Linked DNA regions of Rattus norvegicus: region 2 is linked to region 1. The links are chromatin contacts, called in public Hi-C maps. All regions are on one chromosome and are shown on one strand. Each heading gives the region's core, a stretch centred on a gene start, on an enhancer-like site or on the middle of the called end of the contact. The rest is flanking DNA. Distances are from core to core; before and after follow the strand shown. Region 1 holds the start of LOC134486328. Region 2 overlaps Asxl1 (ASXL transcriptional regulator 1).

What was found. Hi-C and Micro-C count contacts between places; a contact is called where the count stands out from the background.
Region 2: a contact with region 1 is called in a Hi-C map of Schwann cells, with 3 times the contacts expected there. The contact joins the enhancer-like site here to the promoter of LOC134486328 in region 1. A contact is called at or near these places in 4 of 12 Hi-C or Micro-C datasets (Schwann cells, hepatocytes, liver and 1 more).

The regions. Positions count from the first base shown.
Region 1 is chr3:162,272,154-162,276,759 of GRCr8, forward strand. LOC134486328 reads right to left here and starts at 3,249. Exons shown (of 4, transcript XM_063285211.1): 1 at 3,229-3,249; 2 at 1,722-2,341; 3 at 960-996; 4 at 1-19. The coding sequence starts at 3,249. Asxl1 (ASXL transcriptional regulator 1) reads left to right here and starts at 1,675. Exons shown (of 13, transcript NM_001427647.1): 1 at 1,675-2,210. The coding sequence starts at 2,154.
Region 2 is chr3:162,336,615-162,341,210 of GRCr8, forward strand. It overlaps Asxl1 (ASXL transcriptional regulator 1), which reads left to right. Exons shown (of 13, transcript NM_001427647.1): 13 at 351-4,596. The coding sequence ends at 3,224. Among named protein-coding and RNA genes, the nearest start is that of Asxl1, 65 kb to the left of the region's middle. Within about 2 kb of position 3,042, at least 16 of the 93 cell types and tissues checked have an H3K27ac peak or open chromatin away from gene starts, as enhancers often do. A contact at or near this core is called in Schwann cells, where this site is marked.

The DNA of each region.
Region 1 (4,606 bases), core at 1,999-4,498:
AGAGGTGATTGTTTCTGCCCTAGATTGAAAACAAAGAATTATAAACAGCACTACCAAAAGCCAGGGGTAGTGGGGCATGCATTTTAATCCCTCAGGTATTCATAGGCAAAGGAAAGAGAATAGAAGCCTGTTTGACAACAGCCTGTGTATATTTTAAGGTTTTGTTTCAAAATTAAAAAGTGTTAGGATACAGCTCAGGGATTGTGAGAGGCCCTCAGTTCATCTCCCCCCATTCCCCCAACAAAATCCCAATGTACACCTTTAATCCCAGCATTTGGAAGGTAGTGGCAGGTGGATCTCTCAGGGTTAACCTGGTTTACACAGTGAGTTCCAGGCCAGCCAGGTGTATGTAGTCTCAAAAAACAAAACCTAAAATGTAAAAAACAAATAATTTTAGAAGTATTTCTCTCCCTGTTGGGATGAAATTAGAAGGGGAGTGGTGGTGTAAAACTCTAAATTTCATCCTCTATAGTCTATTCATTGTAGATTTTTGTTTATTGAATTTGAGTCTTGAGTGACAGGTATTAAGGACTGCTGAGTCCTTTAAATACTTTTATGTTCTGGGTGCTCCAAACCTCATCCTATCACTGCAATCAAGGCTCAGAGGCTCCAGTGCTCACTGTGAGCTTGTAATAACAGTTATCATTTATTCTATAATAGAAGCCAAATTACATGAGCCCAATAATATCAGGATCTTCCATATTCTCTCCAATCTTCTAGATATTTCATGCTAATTTGTACCCCATCAATGTTGTGGGATAGCATGCTAACACAGATCAAACAGGCTCAGTGGGGTTAAGAGGAGTCAAGAAGTCACAATTAGGATTCTAAATCTAGGTTGGTTGACATTAGGACTTGACCTCTCTCCAGGGAACTGCTTCTAAATATACACCCAGGTGCATTTTGATTTACATGGATGGACCTTAAGTGTTTACCTACTATCGGATCACCAAATTCACCTGGCGGCAATTCTGCTGTAAACTGCAGGTGCATTTTCTGCAAATATATAGAGGTATTAAAAGTACAAGAGGAAATGGGTTAATCATCTAGGGCGGTCAATCGTGCAATAACCGTTTTACTGTTATGAGTGTGTCTTTGCTTACTATGCGCCAATTGACTCATTTAGGGGTGGGCCAAAAAGGAAAAGTCCTACTTTTTGTTACCCACCAGAAGTGCAGATGAGAAATGTGTATACGGTGGGGGGGTGGGGGGTGGGAGGTGGAGTGGAAGCAGGGTGGCGGAGCTACCAACTCCGGGTCTGAACCCTCACTAGACCCGCCCCTAGAATAAAAAAAAAAAAAAGAAAAAAGAAGCTCGGAACGGGTTAACCTCGACCAGGGGGAGTCCAGCCACCGCCCCTTCCCAGCAACACCTCCCAGAAACCCTCAGGCCTCCGCTAGTTCCCGAACCTCGCGAGACCCCGCCCCATCCTTTCCTGACCGACTTCCCGCCCCCTTCTTTACCAAGCTAGGAGCCCAGCGGGGTACGGAAGAGAGTGGGCGGAAAACAGAGACCCGGGGCACTACGGGAAATGTGGTCCAAGCACTTCAGGCAGCCATTTTCTTCCGGAGAGGCGTAGGCCAGGGAGCCAGTAAGGACTACAAATCCCAGCCACCCTTTCGGTTTGTTTTTGTTCAAAAAAAAAAAAACCACACTCCCCCTCCTCACTCTTCTCTCTCTCTCTCACACACACACGCGGGCACACACATACACACACATACCCACGGCAGACACGCACGCATCCGAGCGTCGAAAGGGAAGCTGCGTTTCGCCATCTCGGCCCGCCACTAGTCCGCTCTCCGTTTCCCAGCAGCGCGGGAAAGCGGAGGCCGGACCCGTGACCTCTGACCCCGTGGTTATGCGGAGCCGCCGCATTCCTTAGCCATCGCGGGGCTGCCGCTGCCACCGTGGGCGACTGACGCAGCGCGGGCGCGTGGAGCCGCCGCCCCTCCCCCAGCGCCACCCTCGCGCCGGGTCTCGCGCCAGCCAGTGCCGGTGCGCCCGCCCTCTCCGGCCGCACCCGAGTCCTCGCACGCGCCGCCGCCACGCGCCCCCCGTCGCTGCCGCCTCCACCCCAGCCCCGCGCCGCCACCGCCCCAGCCCGCCCCGCCCGAAGGACCCGCGTGGAGCCGCCACCGCCGCCGCGGAGGAGGATGAAGGACAAACAGAAGAAGAAGAAGGAGCGCACGTGGGCCGAGGCCGCGCGCCTGGTGAGGCGAGCCGCCCGGGGGGGGCGCAGCGGGGGGTCTAGGAGGTGGGCTCCCGCGCGGCTCCCGGGGCGGGGGAGGGGCGAGGCCCTGCCCACCGCAGCAGGGGGCGGGGCCGCCCGGGTGTGGAGCTCCTAAGGTCCCCGGCCTGAGTAGGCTGGGGCGCCTTTTTCTGCACACCCCCCTGAATTCCTGCGGAGGGGCGAGCTGGCAAGCAGCTCCTCCCCTCCGAGCGCCCGGGCTCCAGCCTCCCCTCCCCCACGTTGGCAGCAGCAGGGGGTCCCGGGTAGCGCCGTTTATTCTTCTGAGGGAGTTAGATTTCCGGGAAAGGTCGGAAGTACTTCCCTTACTTCTTCGTGGGCAGTGGAGTGGGTCACTGGACACCGCGGGGGTGGGAAAGTGCCCCTGGTTTCAAGGACATGAGAAGCATTTAGAGCGTTGGCAATTTAAACCAGGTGTGTGTCGGAAAGAATTGCTAAGAATCAATCTGAACCCTAGGTAGTGGTTCTCAAAGTAGAGTGCCCAGTGGGAGTATACCTGCGGACTTTGTTTAAAACACTGCTTCTAGGGCCCATTTTAAACACACTGAACTCGAGATTCCGCTGAGAAACAGTACTTTAGCCAGCTGCTTAAGAGATTCTTAATGCAGGTGACCCTCGAACATTCAAATCAAACTGAACCCCTGTGACTGCGATGGGGGTAGGCACTTTGTAGAGGAACTGAATACACTTTGCAAAGAATGTGTTATCTGTTCGAGGCTTCTGAGGGTTTAGTTTAAAAAAAAAAAAAAGTAAATAGGTTCTTGAGCTAGCTACCTGCCCAGAGGATTTGTGGATTTTCTGTTTCCCAGGCTCCAGTAGACTTGTGAGAAAGCTTCCTTTTGGACTTAAAAAATACAAAGCCAAAAAGATCTGAGTGAGGCATGTTCTTAGGAAATGTTGCTGAGGACAGTTCTAATAGGTTATCTCGGAGATGTCACTTCCTCAGACTGCCACAGTGCAGGGTTATGGGTGCATCCTACTTTTCTGTTGACGCCCTGCATTTTATGTGTAATTGTTATAATTTAAGTTTAATGATGGAGTGAGTGAAGCTCAGCTTTCTAGCTGTTCCTTTTACTGGAAAGTGAGTTCTGTCTGCCTCAAAAGTGTTGGAGGTCGATAAAGATCTCGAGTGAACCTTTTTCTTGGAGTCTGAAAGCCGGTTATTCATTTACCCATGGCTGTTTGAGCTACCAGAGAATTTCCACTGATATTCCTGATCATCTCTCTTCTCCTGTTACCCTGGGAACAGAAACAGGGATTGTTTGTGTGAAAGATGTAGTTCGGTTTATTTTTTGCTTGGCATAAGAAAATTGAAACTCCTAGGTGGTGTATTTTTCCTTTTGTGATTCAATCAAAATGAGAACCTTTGGCTAGTTTTTATGATCTTGGAACTTTAGGGTTTCTTCAACCATGCTTCACTTAACAAATTTAGGTCTGAAGGAGCTGAGGAGAAAGGTGAAATGTAGGATGTTTTATTTTATCATGGAGGTTGTTGAATCTTGACTGTTCATTGAAGTTCTGAGTTTCTGTGTGCAGGTGTTTATGACTCTGGGCACCCAAAGAAAATGTGCTTGCCAGAACTCTACTTGTTAGAGGTAGGTGAAAGTACCTTCAAATCTTGTGTTATTTACGTCCTGACAATTCTGAAATCTTCTCATCTCAAAGCTCTTTGGGCTCTTATTAGTAGAAAGGCTCTAGCAGTTTGGAATCCCACTGTTATTTTAAGCCTCTTTAAGCTCTTAAATTTACTGTGGTTTGAATTCCAAGGTTAAGGTTGCTATTTCTATTTTATCATTGGCTCACCTTCAAGCTCAATTATCTTAAGTTATTTCTCTTTTTTTTCTGTGGCTCTTCAGTTAAAAATAGTAATCTGGACAGGAATTTCTTTGTGGCGTAGTTGTACGTTTGAAAGAGGACTTGTGGGAACATGGTGTGCAATTTTGCATATCTTTTATGTGGTTTGTGTTTTAGAATTTTCTGTGCTTTTGTTGGGGTTTGTTGGATGACTGGAGATGAAATCTTCCCATTAAAAAAAAGTCCTGTCTCACTGAGTGCTGGGGAGTTTGCTTTTACTTCATAAAGGGACACCTGGCAAACAGTGAGCTACAATGGCAGTGCAGTTAGTTTTGTCACAGGATTACTATTCGTAATTGCTTTTGGACGGTTCATATTAAATGTAGTGGCGACGCCATGTGCTTGTCAGGTGGGAGCTTCTAATCACTCCTGGCCTTGATCAAATTGGCGAGTAGATAATAATCTTATATATGCCAGTTTGGTGTAGGAAAGCTTATAGGATTCTGGAGAATTCCAGCAGAGTAGCAGACCCCTGCAGGTGGGTTTTTGCAGTTGTTAGTTTTA
Region 2 (4,596 bases), core at 1,792-4,291, 64 kb after region 1:
GTGTGCATTCAGGTATACGATGAATGAATGATTCTAAAAACGAAATCTTAAAAAGTGGGGAGACTTTTCATGTAGCATAAAATGACTCTTGATACCATGGGTAGCCATTTTACTGTAATTGTTAAGAAAATGAGTTTTCTAGGCTATTACCTCTAAGATGACTTATATTTCAGTTTTGCTTTGTAGTTCCTAGGTCGGGTCACCCTGTTAAAAAAAAATTTTTTTTTTCTATTCTTTTTTTCGGAGCTGGGGACCGAACCCAGGGTCTTGCGCTTGCTAGGCAAGCGCTCTACCACTGAGCCAAATCCCCAACCCCCCTGTTAAAATTTTTATTTATGCTTTTCTTGTAGATTCAACTTTCACGTATCAAACCACCCTGGGTGGCTAAAGGTCGGCCCACTTACCAGATATGCCCCCGGATCGTCCCCATCACGGAGTCTTCCTGCCGGGGTTGGACTGGTGCCAGGACCCTCGCAGACATTAAAGCCCGTGCTTTGCAGGCCCGAGGGGCGAGAGGCTACCACTGCAATCGAGAGGCGGCTGCCACTGCCATCGGAGGGGGGGGTGGCCCGGGTGGAGGTGGCAGTGGGGCCATCGATGAGGGAGGTGGCAGAGACGGCAGCAGTGGTGATGGTAGTGAGGCCTGTGGCCACTCTGAGCCCAGGGGAGCCTCAAGCAACCCTGGAGAGAGTGCGTCAGATCTACAGCGAACACAACTACTGCCGTCTTGTCCTCTGAATGGAGAGCACACTCAGGCTGATGCCGCCATGGTCAGAGCCAAAGGAGAGGACTCTGCTTCTCTCAGAAAGGAAGAGAACGGCCTGTTGACGAGGGCCCCGGGTGTGCTTACAAGTGGACTGGAAGATGCCTCCCAACCCCCTGTTGCTCCCACTGGAGACCAGCCCTGTCAGGCTTTGCCCCCTTTGTCCTCCCAAACTCCAGTGGCTGAGATGTTAGCAGAGCAGGCTAAGTTGCTTCCAGATGATAGGACTGAGTGTGAGCCTCGTACTCCTTCCTGGGAGAAGGGTGGTGAAGACCAAGGACCCACCGTTCCCTCAGAGGGTAGTTCTGGACAGTCTCCATTGGGAGATATACTAGGAGGAGGAAATGACCAGATCTTTGATAATATGAAGGAGCCTGTAAATATGACACCTGCTTTTATATCTGAATTGTCATTGGCTAACTCCCTACAGGATAGACCTTCTGATGATGAATTAGGAGTTGGTGCCACAGGCCCCCACATAAGGGAGAGTAGACAAGAAACTTTGAAAACTGAGGCTTTTGTATCTGGTAGTCCTGGCTCCTGGGTACCCATTCTGTCAAATTATGAGGTAATAAAAGAATCTTATCCAGAAGCCAGAGAAAATGCACCATGTCTGGAACCCCAGGATGGAAAAGGGTGGGAGAGAACTGTTCCCCTTGTGGCTGCCATGCCTGGGGGGCATGCAGAAGTTTTGCCCTACCATGAGAGCTGTGCTTCACACTGGACTGCACCTCCTCCAGGAGTCCTGGGCAGCACTTGCAGTGACAGTCAGCAGGTAGACCTTGAAAGACTGGAAATGAACGGCATCTCTGACATACTGAGTCCTCACAACGAATCCACAGATACAGCCTCTGACTCTGAAGGCCACTTTTCTGAGGACAGCAGTGAGGTTGATGCATGTGAAATCACAGTGGTAAAAGGGTTGTTGGGTGGGAGTGAAAAACAGGACTGGGATCCATCTGCCTCACTGTCCAAGGCAAGCACTGACCTAAGTGTGCTTACAAGGACAGAAGGGGTGGCTACTCCTCAGAGCTGGGTATCTAGAGTATGTGCAGTCCCCCACAAGATCCCAGACTCCCTGCTGCTGTCCAGTACTGAGTGCCAGCCCCGGTCTGTGTGCCCACCAAAGCCTGGTTCTTCAGCGGAGGTTACAAACCCACTTGTGATGCACCTGCTGCATGGTAATTTGCCCCTGGAGAAGGTTCTTGCTCCAGGTCATAGAAGCAACCAACCTGAATCCCCACATCTGCCACTTAGAGAACAGAACCAGGATAGAGGCACTCTGCAAGGTACAGGGGGAGACAATCACCTAGTTGCCAGAAGCAACCCTGGTTCTGTACAAACATTGAAAGAGTCTATTCTGGCCCAAAGCTATGGAGCAAGTGCTGGTCTTGTCAGGGCAAAGGCCTCCAAAGCTCCTGGAATGTCCCAGAAGATTGCCAGGTTGGTTCCAAGTTCAGACTCCCAGCATCCAGTGACAGAACTGACACCTTCCTCTAGCAACCTGGAAGAAATCGATTCCAAAGAGCATCTCTCTTCCTTCCTTTGTGAAGAGCAGAAAGAAGCCCATTCCCTGTCTCAAGGCAGTGATCCGGGTGCTGCCCCAGGCCAGTTTCTAGGAGATCACACTACCTCCAAAGTGCCATGTTTCTCCTCCACAAATGTGAGCCTCTCCTTTGGTTCTGAGCAGACAGATGGGACCCTGAGTGATCAGAACGATGTTGGTGGTCGCGAGAAGAAACTGTTTGGTCCTAGGAATACAGTTGCCACCCTTCAGTACCCTAGGTCTGAAGAGCAGATACCACTACCTGCTGAGGTCCCTCCAGTGTTTCCCAGTAGGAAGATAGAACCAAGCAAAAACTCTGTGCCTGATGGTGTGCAGACTGCAAGGGAAAACAGGACGCCCAAACCACCAGCTGTCTCTGCTGGCAGCATCAAGACAGAGCAGACATTTTTGAGGGATCCCATTAAAGCAGATGCAGAGAACAGAAAAGCTGCAGGGTACAGTTCTCTGGAACTAGTGGGTCACTTGCAAGGAATGCCTTTTGTTGTGGACCTGCCTTTCTGGAAATTACCCAGAGAGCCAGGGAAAGGGTTCAGTCAGCCCCTGGAGCCGCCTTCCATCCCCTCCCAACTCAGCATCAAGCAGGCTTTGTACGGGAAGTTTTCCAAACTGCAGCTGAGTCCCAGCAGCTTTAATTACTCCTCCAGCTCGGCCGCCTTTCCCAGAGGCCTCGCTGGTGGTGTGGTGCAGCTGAGCCACAAAGCCAGCTTTGGTACAGGCCACACTGCATCACTGTCCCTACAGATGTTCACTGACAGCAGTGCAGTAGAAAGCATCTCTCTCCAGTGTGCATGCAGCCTGAAAGCCATGATCATGTGCCAAGGCTGCGGAGCGTTCTGCCACGACGACTGCATTGGACCTTCAAAGCTCTGTGTATTGTGCCTTGTGGTGAGATAATAAATTATGGCCATTGGAAACATTGTACATTTAGTGTGTGTATTTTAATAATGGTTGATCTTAAATCTGTATACAGAATATCACTGATATAATGAACTCTCACTCTAGATGAGATAAATCTTGCCTCCCCATGAAATTTATAGTGCTGAAGCCCTCTGTCACTTGGCACCCTTCTAGCCTTGCCAGAAGGGTTTTCCAGGAGAAGGGGGCACTATGGTTGCCTAAGACCATCCAGCCTAAACCCTCTTGTAGTCAGGCAGTACAGTGTGGCAGGGCAACCTGTCTGACACCCAAATGGACTTGAAATTGAAGCAGGAAGGTTGGGTTCTCCATGGATGGAACTCCCCTGCCTGCACTGAGCAGGAATGTCCGTCTTCCACTGCCCTCCCTGCCATCTGCTGCTTAGCTTGGGGAGTTGATGGTTGCAGAAGCCACACAGGGTTAAAGTAACTTCCGTCTTTATCCACCAGGGGATCAAACACCCAATGACTTAGATGTCATATTTCTGTCATTTGCCAGTTGATGGAGCCAAGTTGACCTTTGGTTCTGGTGCTTCACCCAGTTTGGAACTTTAATCTGTAACCCAGGGATCCACGGATTCTCTTGGAAGCTTGAATAGCCCTTCTTGGACAATGGGGTCTGGAAATAGGGCTGTCTGCTGTGGAAATGCCATCTGTAGACTTCAGAGTCAACTGTACAGATGTTTGCAGGGGACTCCTGCTTGCCACCCACCCGTCACATTTGATTCCGTGGGAGTGGGCACCCATGCACTTGTGTATGTGAAAGTCATTTTACATTTCCAAGCAGTCTGTTTCTTATTTTTATATTTTAACTCTATTCTTGGATGTATAAAGTGAACCTTTTCGCTTCTGTAAGTATGCTCTATGCACCTCTAACGTTTTATCCTGTATTTATATGTTGTACACAGTATTGGCCAATTCTGTAAATGGATGTATTGTACAGAGAACATGAACGTCTCTTCCTTAGTTTACGTCTTCAGCACCCTTGATTAAAATGGTGTTGTCTACTTCCGTGCACCAACTGTCAAAACCACTGAGTGCTGTGTTGCCTGATGTGAGAAGGAAGTTACTGACTTGTGACCTATGGTTGGCCCTGTGCCTTGTCACCTGTGTCACCAGGGAATCTCCTGCAGTCTGCGCGCCACAGACACCATTGATCGAACATGTCTTGTTCCTTGTATCTATTCTCTTCCAGCCTTGAGTGGCTGCGCTGCCGCCACATATGACAAATTGTCATCACCAGTGTTAAGTCCTGGATTCATGGGTGAGTTCCTTGGACAACCCCGAGACAGGCTTCTGGATCTGGCTCCAGGGTCATCACCTGTCAAAGCAATATTGGGGATCGCTAGGCT